2 separate regions of the Hordeum vulgare genome follow, and region 1 is linked to region 2. The links are chromatin contacts, called in public Hi-C maps. All regions are on one chromosome and are shown on one strand. Each heading gives the region's core, a stretch centred on a gene start, on an enhancer-like site or on the middle of the called end of the contact. The rest is flanking DNA. Distances are from core to core; before and after follow the strand shown.

The links. Hi-C and Micro-C count contacts between places; a contact is called where the count stands out from the background.
Region 1: a contact with region 2 is called in a Hi-C map of leaf, with 3 times the contacts expected there. The contact joins the promoter of LOC123427213 here to the promoter of LOC123427210 in region 2. A contact is called at or near these places in 2 of 6 Hi-C or Micro-C datasets (both in leaf).

Annotation. Positions count from the first base shown.
Region 1 is chr2H:554,761,687-554,766,360 of MorexV3_pseudomolecules_assembly, forward strand. LOC123427213 reads left to right here and starts at 3,361. Exons shown (of 19, transcript XM_045111205.1): 1 at 3,361-3,748; 2 at 3,865-3,923; 3 at 4,090-4,171; 4 at 4,519-4,586. The coding sequence starts at 3,452.
Region 2 is chr2H:554,541,240-554,546,260 of MorexV3_pseudomolecules_assembly, forward strand. LOC123427210 (E3 ubiquitin-protein ligase WAV3-like) reads right to left here and starts at 1,331. Exons shown (of 2, transcript XM_045111202.1): 1 at 796-1,331. The coding sequence starts at 1,029.

The DNA.
Region 1 (4,674 bases), core at 2,111-4,610, 220 kb after region 2:
TGATAGGCTAACGTTGATCTTGTATTTTCTGATTGGTGTAACTGCTTCAAAACGCACGCCTATCCATTAACTTGTGGGAGCATTGCTTCCTAGAACAGAGCTACCATGGTGCTTTTGCTTCCATCGCTCGAGTATGTCAAAATGTCTCATCTCAACATAGTACTTGTTTATCTTGGAAAAACTATATTGAACAAAAAAAGGGTTCTAATATAAATTTCTTTATCGCTTTGATGTAATGAAATCTATGTCGAGTGAACATCTTTACTTTTGTTTCGAATAGAATAAAAAATTGCTTCCATGAACAACACAATTTGCTTCTATTGCAATTGAAAATTGCTTGGACCTGAAACAATTGTGTCCAAGAACTTTACTCCAACCTAATACTAAAATTTTGCATCCAAGAATTTGTTTCCATGCAGAAAAATTTGAGTCAAATATATATTTTCATTATGTTTCCAACACAAGACAAACTTTGCTACCATCCACCATAAAAGTGCTTCCATCGCAAAACTAATTTACTCCTACCCGAACATGAATTTGTTTCCTTGCTCCGCCCGTTCATAAAACATATTTTCTTCAAGTCGCCAATAGTACGATGCTTCCATTTTTCGATAAGGAGTACAATGCTTTCATATTGTATGTTTCTTAAAGAATAGAGACCTGCTTCCCTTCATCGAGTGTGTGGTCGTGTTCATTATGAGGTATATCCATGTATCTCCATGCTTTTCAATGCTTCACCGTCATATATACCTGCCTTTTCAACACCTATCGGCCGCGAGGCCAGCACACAACTGCTTGAGGCATTTATCAGTTAGGCATGATGCATGAGTATCAAAGGTAGGAAGCAAACATTGGTACTATATGCACATTAGTAATGAAGAAGATAAAATTTACATTAAAATTATGCGACTAAATTAGAGCATTTTAAATAAAAAAATTGGAAGAAAATGACCTATACCAAGAAATATATGTACTATAGTATGAGAGCATGGCATGTTTCAATGGTGATACCAATGCAAGAACAAAATTTCTAAAGTAAGACATGGAGTATGGAAGCAATCCACAAACCAAAAAAGCACACAAAGTGTGATATAGGAGACCCATATGCAGGAAACAAGAAAATATGATATCTCAGTATGACTGGTTTTAGGAGGATGCATAGAACATTGGAAATGGAAACATCGAAGAGTGGGGCTAGTGCAGGTGGGTTTAAAGCATGACACGGAGAATCAAATCAGGGGCGGTGTTGTTGGAGGAACATGAGCGGTGCGGTGGATGGCGACAATGGAGGTGATGTGCGTACCCTTGAGCATACCATCTGCTTCAGCCTGATTTATTGTCGCATGTCCACTCAAAATGTAAGAAATGCAATATGTTATCAAATATGAAGATACGGTCATAGAGCGAATGAAAAGAGACATGAAGATGGTTGCTAAAAACAGTTGTATGGAAGCAAGGCAATAGAATTAAGAAACTTATTTGTGAAACACAATAAGGGAAAATGTAGGAAGCATGAAAATATGGTAACCCAACATTACCCATCCTGGTTGGAAGCATAGAATGAAACGTTGGTAATGAGACAATATGCTCACGGCCGACACGGGGATCCTTTTTTGTGTCGTCGACATATATATTTAACGGATTTGCTCTTCATTCATTTGTGAGCAATTATCTAGCTAAACAAAGCAATATTATTACATTGTAGAATCACGGAAAAATAACACTGGGTACATAAGTAGTGCCACCCAAAACCATGAAAACTGATGGTGATTTTTCTTTTAGTGTCGACACCGACATATATATTTAACGGATTTGCTCTTCATCCATTTCTGAGCAATTATCTAGCTAAACAAAGCAATATTATTACATTGTAGAATCACGGAAAAATAACACTGGGTACATAAGTAGTGCCACCCAAAACCATGAAAACTGATGGTGATTTTTCTTTTAGTGTCGACACCAACCGGGGAGGAATATTTGTATGATGTCATACATACTAATTTCATAGAAAATTGTTGATGATATAGTGACGGACTACGGACTACAGGATATAGGTCACAATTTCACAGCCCCAGCCAAAGAGTAATAAACTAAAGTATCCACACAAAGAGATCACACAAACGAATTTGATGTTCCTCCATGAAAGATTTTATCTAGCCGAACGGAATAATAATATAACATTGTAGAATCCAATAAATGGCACTGGATACGTTAGTAGTGTTACTTGGAATCAGGAAAATTCGAAAATGGGACAAAAACTAGTGTTGTTATTTATACGATGTACATACTATTTTTATAGAAAATTATGGATGATATACTCCCTCCGTCCCAAAATAAGTGTCTTGACCTCAGTACAATTTTGTACTAGAGCTAGTACAATGTTGAGACAGTTATTTCGGGACGGAGGGAGTAGTAAATATGGAATGCACATCCCAATTTCATGCCCACATATATCGAAGAAACCAAAGTATACACAAAGAGACCACACAAAATTTCATAAAACAATTAGGCCAAAATTAACAAGCAATGCATGAACTGTATAGTATCAAGAGAGATGAATCAAACCCTTGGTCAGATGGGGAGATGGGATGGGTGAATGATGTGGTAGCCGAGTCGTGATGGCTATTTTGTTGGCACTCTGGCGAGGTGGACCTCGAGCGATGGAAGAAGTGCAATATCTCGATTTCGACATGGGCGCGTTGAATGTGGGGTGGGGTGGGGAGGGTTGCAATCCACTACCGGTTCTCTGGCCTGTCGGATGCTACTTCGGCAGCTGATTTGTAACTTCTAATCCATGAATCGTCGTTGAGGAGGGAGGGTTCAAATCTCTATTGCCAGGATGCCGGCGCACCACCGATCTCGCCTGGGAAAAGCATCGGTGGAGCGTAGGATGGGGTGTCCGGGCTGTCCGACGACGAGAAGAGAAGGAGGAGCGGGTCTGGTGGTGGGGGCGGAGCCGACCAGCTGGTCGACGATGAGGGAAGAACGAGGAATGGCGGGGCGGAGCAGAAAGGGGATCTGACGAGACGAGCAAGCTGGATTGAGCTCGGGGTTACAGGCCTGATTGGAAACAAACGATTAGGAAAGAAATTCCGGCCGCCTGGTTTTTCTATTTCCATCATTCAAATGTTAAACCCCAGCCTTATACCATCAGACTATAGATACAAAGCGTTTCCCAGTATTTTCTCGTTTCTCCAGGAGAATCGTGCGCCCTGCCGACTTCGCGAGCACGACAGATCACACACACAGCACAGCACACAAGCTGGGAAATCCTGGGGCCCAGCGAGCAGGCACCGAGCGGTGCAGGACAGACGTGGCGCGCTTTTCTCCCCACCTCTTTATCACCACTCTGACTGAACTAGCGCGCGCGCGCACTCCGCTAGAAGCGCCTCCTGTCTTCCTTCATTTTCAACCTGAAGCCCAACTGAGACCCACTTCCTCCATCCATTCCATGGCTTCCGCGGCCCCCGCGAGCGTGTGCCCCATCGCGTCCGTCTCGGGGCGCTCGTCGCCGGCGAGCCACCGGGCCGTGAGGTGCTGGGGCGCGAGGAGGGGTCGGCGGCGGAGGCCGGCGGCGGGGCTGAAGGCGAGGTGCGCGGGCGGGCAGCCCTCCGCCGTGAAGCCCGGCCCGGGGAGCCCCGCGGACGACGGGTCGGTCGGGGACGAGGAGCAGCCGCACCCGCAGTTCGACCTCAACCTCGCCGTCGTGCTCGCCGGCTTCGCGTTCGAAGCCTACAGCACCCCACCCGTGAGCCCCCTGTCCCCCCCGCCCCTTCCCACTCATCGTCCTTCAACCGCGCTAATCCTGCGTGTGCTCCCGTGAACTGATGGAGGCAAGCGTTTCTGTTCGTCCTTGTCTGGCAGGCAGACGCGGGCTGGCGCGAGACCGACGCGGCTGAGTGTCAGACGGTGTTCCTATCCGAGTAAGTGGTGGCCGTGTCCCGTCCTTCCCCCTCGGACACCGGATCCGGTCATCATGTTTGTAAATTGCACTGCAAGTATTTTCTGGTTCTGACCAACTAGGGCATGCAATGCGATTCTGAAAGCTGTCGTCATTCTGAATGTTGTGAATGGTACGGCGGATTGCAGTGTGTTTCTCCGTGAAGTATATGATGGGCAACTAGTTGTGAGGCTGAAGAAAGGCAACAATCTTCCTGCAATGGATCCATGGGTATGCTGATGAACATGCTAGTGAGTCGTTACTGTTTGTTTTTTCACTACTATATGCTGCATATGTTATTTGTCCATGGCGCTTCAGCTATTTCGTTGCAGAGAATATTGAATAATTGATGGGTATAGTAAAAAAATATACTGCCAGTTGCTGAATCTAGTTATCTAAGATAAGATATCTGGAAAGACCTATAGATACTATTCTAGGTTTTCATGAAGTGGCGCAAGAAGTTTGAGAGCTCGCTCCCACATTTACTGAATGAGGCAGTAGTTTACACATTTTAACTACCACTACATAAAACTATTTTCTTCCATTTCATCACCAACTTCCTTCTCCTTCCATTGCAGGGTACAAGCGATCCTTATGTTGTTCTGCAACTTAATGGTCAAACTGCAAAGAGCCAAATTAAATGGGCGTGAGTAACTCTTTCCTTTTCCTTGGACAGAAATTTCCTCTTTCTTTTTGAGTTGGAAATTTCCTCTTTATAGTTTATATTATAAAAA
Region 2 (5,021 bases), core at 81-2,580:
AAAAGCGCACAACAAAATGTCAAGTAAAGAGGCGCAATCCTCGTGAGGCTGCTTGTTGAATTATGATATACGCATGGTCAAACCATGCATGCAGTTGCAGATGCAGTTGGCAGCCAAGGCCCATTCACCACAAAAAAATGATGCTAGCATAAAGAAGAAACAATTGCATCAATTTGCATAGCTGGTGCCAAGTTGGAAGCGTCTGCCATAAAGACAGAAAGCTGGTGGTAGGAGGAAAGAGTTGGGGATTTGCTTCACGTGACGGCGCCACCACGGGCAGGTGATGAGCAAAGGAAGCAAGCTTTCCCCGGTCCTTTTCAGGGGAGGGGCAAGTGGAATTCATTAATGGTGGGACGCAATAGGAAAGTGGTCCACGTTACACGGCAATTATATCCGATGCAAAGTCAAATATGGATCAGCTTAGAAGATAATGGTGCTGAGCAGATCACGGCTAGCACAACTGACAGAGGAATTGGAAGTTTGCTATGTGCTGCCGAGGGAAAGAAGTGAGCGGTCCAAAGCCACAGCAATACTAGTACGTACTGCAGAGTTGGAAACATGACTGCACATGTATGAACTGATTCGGAAGGGGCGCACGAAACGAAGCAGCGACGGCGGATCACGAGGAGAATGGCTGCACTCAGAAACAAAGTCGCTATTCCAAGATCGAATCAGAAGAACAGATACTGTATTTATTTCTTTATTTATGTTTTTTGCGTTAGAAACACAGGGTAGTAGTACTGGTATTATCTTCCGGAAATGGTACAGTAGTAGTAACGGAAAATGGTAGCTCACCTTGGAGGAGGACCTGCTCCCGGACTTGGACCTCCGGAACGCGGCGCCGGCGCCAGCCACCGGCTCGTCGGGCGGCGACCCCACCGTCACGGCCGCCTCGCCGCGGCATCCGCCCGCGCCCGCGCCCGACGCCGCCGGCCTCGGACTCGGGTCTTCGCCGTCGCCGTCCGCGGGCACCTGCACGCAGAGACGGAGGGCCAGCGCCCTCTTGGCCTTCCTCCACGCGCCCTCCATCGCCCGCCGCGCGCCGCGATCCCAATTCCCAGTTCCCAAACCCGAACCAACACAGCTCTCTCCGCTCCGCCCGGGCCTGCCTCTCTTATACCGCCGCTATGCGGCTTCGGTGGAAACTGGAGGGGAGGCGGCACGGCATTAGGGACTGGAGGTGGAGGTGGAGGTGGAGCGTTTGGGTGCGGCTTCTTCTCTCCCCGTCCTTTGGCCTCGGTTTGACCCGCGGGAGGGAGGGGAGGGGAGGAGAGGGGAGGGAGGGAAACGTGCAAGGGATGGATACGCAACGGAGGGAGGCGGAGGAGCACAGGTCTGGTCAGGTCAGCGTCGTGGGGGTTTAAATCCGGTGACGACGGGGGTTTGGCTCCTTTTTTTTTTTTTTTTTTTTTTTACGGCAGGCAATCAAGTGACGACCGGGAGAGACGGCCTGGCGGTGCATTCAATTCTGGCTCCACCCTGCCAGTGGAGCGGCTGAACGGGGACGGCACCATATAAATTCATCTTTTTTTGTCACGTTTTAACTCTTAACCAACCGGTGCAACTCTTTGTGTGTGTGTGTGTGAAGTAACTGGTGCAACCTCCGTCGTATTTACATTCACACTCATCCGTATTGCGAGAGGTTCAATTTTGTCCATCAATTTGACTTGCAAGTCTTCCTCTCTCAAAAGGAAAAACTGTGTCTGTTTTGTCATAAAAATTATGCATTTCTATTCATTGTAAAATGTAGTGACACGCTGTATGAAAAAAATAGTGACGAGCGGTGTACTGGCATATATTTAATATACTATCGATGAAAATGGTAGTCGAATTTCAATCACGGAAAATGAGGACATCATGCAGGTAAGGAAAGAGGGAATTAACTCTTTCGAGCCGGCGGTTGGATCCAGCTGTAGGACGAGTTTATGGCAATGGATATCCATATCCAAAGATATCTTCTTATCAACCCACTTTAATACCCGTGGACACAAATTGACGCTCATGCCCCTACCGCCGCTTGGGCCACGAGGCTACCTTCCTTCGTTCATTGTAGCAAGTTGTGCGCGATGTGGTATTGTACCTATTCTTTAGTAAGGGGATTGCCCGGAACCCGGCCTAGTCCTGGCGTCAGCACTACCATTGGGTATATCTGATGGATATCCGGTGGGTACAATATATAGCATTTCCATCATAAAAACGTAGAGAAATTAGTCACCCTGGACATAGGACGAGTGGCGGTTTGGTTGTTGTGGGCTACCACTGGTTTCGGGAATTAGGGATTTTTGGTTAGGAGCGTAGAGGTTATGTTAGAGATATGCCTCAGAGGCAATCATGTATGATGATATTTCTTATATGTTTATGAATAAATATAGTCCTTGGACATTGTCAATGATGTATATCAACAAGCACGTGACTTGTATGTGAGACTATGCATTGTATGATGATTGTCCTAAATGGTCCCTAATCGAAAGGATTGTGTGGACGCGCAACCATTCACATTAACATATGGCATGGCACATAGTTCGGTCTCACTAACCATGTAGCATTGGATGCTAGCCGGATAATATGGACTCAGAAAGATCTGGTCGCATTCGACGTAGTCGGATCCGAGTCGAGATAAGGTATGAGTTGGACAGACCCAACTATGAGACACGGCGATAGGTCATTTGTGAGTCTCTAGTACAACATATGTTCTATGTTCTAAGACCTGAGCTGGCGCATGTACTCGGGATGGTGACAGACTTGCTTTGGGCCGACCAAACGCTACTCCTTGACTCGGTAGTTACAAAGATAGGTTTCGGACTTGTCATGACCCATGTGGGGATACATGGTCGATCAAGATGGGATTTGACCCTCCGATCAGGAGAGATATACTCTCGGTCCCTCGTGTGATCTGACCTGGATAAGCATGACCATGCGATAGAGGATTATGAGATAATTCGAATGTTGGTCGGATTCACCAGAACGAGAAAGAGGTCGTGCTGCAACAAGGATGATCATGTCGCCTTGTGCACGAAAACATACATCGGGTGGCAAAGGGAACGTAAGTATGAAGTACAGGTTCACCTAACCATCTCATCAAACACTTGGAGTCGGCACACTATGCTAGAGGCCGCTACCGACTAGCCAAGTCGGATGTGATCTCAATCGCGACCAAGTGAACGGGAACCTAAGGGGTCGCGCACTTAAGTAAAGACATGGGCCTTAAGATCCGTGTGAGGCCCAACAGTTGAACTCGCGCCGGATGCCTATATATAGTAGAAGCGTGGCACACTTAATTAGCTGATCACTTTAACGACGTCATTAGGGCTTTGCATCTGTTGCAACTAGCCACCTCCACCCGCCTCCGACCGTGTGCTCGGACCTAGCAGTCCGCCGCACAATGTTCCTCCTGCATGCACGGATACCGTTAGAGGCGGTGCACTTGCACCGCTCCAGTGAACCTATACGTGGGATCCGACGACCGGCTGTTCGTGGGAGACGATCCGGCAATCGGCTCTTCGAGGGAGATCGAAAGAGGAGGAGATGGACCACGTAGACGCGTTGTCCCAACTCTACTTCCACTACACGGCACTGCGCGCCTAGTTGTAGCGATTTGTGATCCATCTCCGTAGCATGTTCTTGGTTGTTCTACGCGTAGAAAAATTATAATTCCCATGCGATGCACCTACGATAGAACCCAACAATGGTATTAGAGCATCTGCTAGTGGTTTTGGTTTGAGATCGGATGCATATTTGATATGTGGAGGCGGCGGATGAGATCCATTGTCGTTCTTGAGATCGGCTATGTGCTAGGTTGATGAGATCAACTACACATCGGGATCGTTGAGGCCATGTTTTCTTTCAATCGGAGTCGATGAGGTTGTGACACAACCTACCCTATCGGTCGGTTTCAGCCATCGGGGTTAACAGTGAAACCTAAATCCGAATCGGTACGCAATGATCGATAAGATTGGATAGGTCAGAAAAGTTGGCGTGATCGGGGTACAAATTCGATCTGTGATTTCCGAAACGTCGGGCGCTGCCCCTTCGAACCCCTCCCGCTAACCGGCTAGCGGGACCGCCGTGTGTGTAACGTCGTGTATTTCGTACATGATCACACAAACCGGTAATATGCGATTCTATGCATAACTTTTTTTGCAGGGTTAATGTGAATAGTATGGCTCATATGTATGTGATGCATATGTGTAATTTAACATGACCTGCATGTCATGATTGTCAGTCGGCAGGAGCCAAATTGTTGTCATTATATTGTATAACGACCTATGTGTCGACTTGTGTGTCTCTATAAATTCATTACTAGTTGCAGTGGTTGGAGGACAGAGATCAAGTTAGAGGCTTTAGTATCTCCGCATGACGAACAAGATGGAGTTCTGCCAAGGTCATCGGAGTTGGAGCCGACCTGGACGGATGTCCATGAAGGAGCCATATTATTTCACATATTTATGTTTATATGTGATTGATATTGCTTCTTGTTTCTATGCATGTTAGAATGGTAGAAAGATCCCTCGTTAATATCAAGCACATTGCCATTCCGGATGTTGCACCTTCGCACATCAAGTACGTCTAGTAGTGGGCTCATAAAATTGAGGTGCTACTAGTTGTCCTTGAACTAGAGGGTTCGTGTCGGACACGAACATGCACTGCATCCCGTAAACTTGACAAGGCTATCAAAACGGTTTTGGGCCTTGTGGAGAAGAAGGTTGGGAGGTGGGGTATAAGATACCTACTCGACCGACATGAGTCGTATAGAGATACGATTAACAAGGAGTTGCTTACCGAATAGGCAAGTTGGCTAGGAGTGATGCTAAAGCTCACTAGTCGCTTGCGCTAGTCGGATCCTGAATCATTGACAGTTTGCGGAGGGATGTTGACTTAAGTGGGAGTAGTTCTCTTTTAGGCTTGAATTACTCTACATAAACACATTGCTTAGTGACTACATATTTTTCTATTGTAGATCAATGGCACTAGCTGCTCAAAACTTTGCATTGAAATCAATTCTAGAAAAGAATAAACTGCAT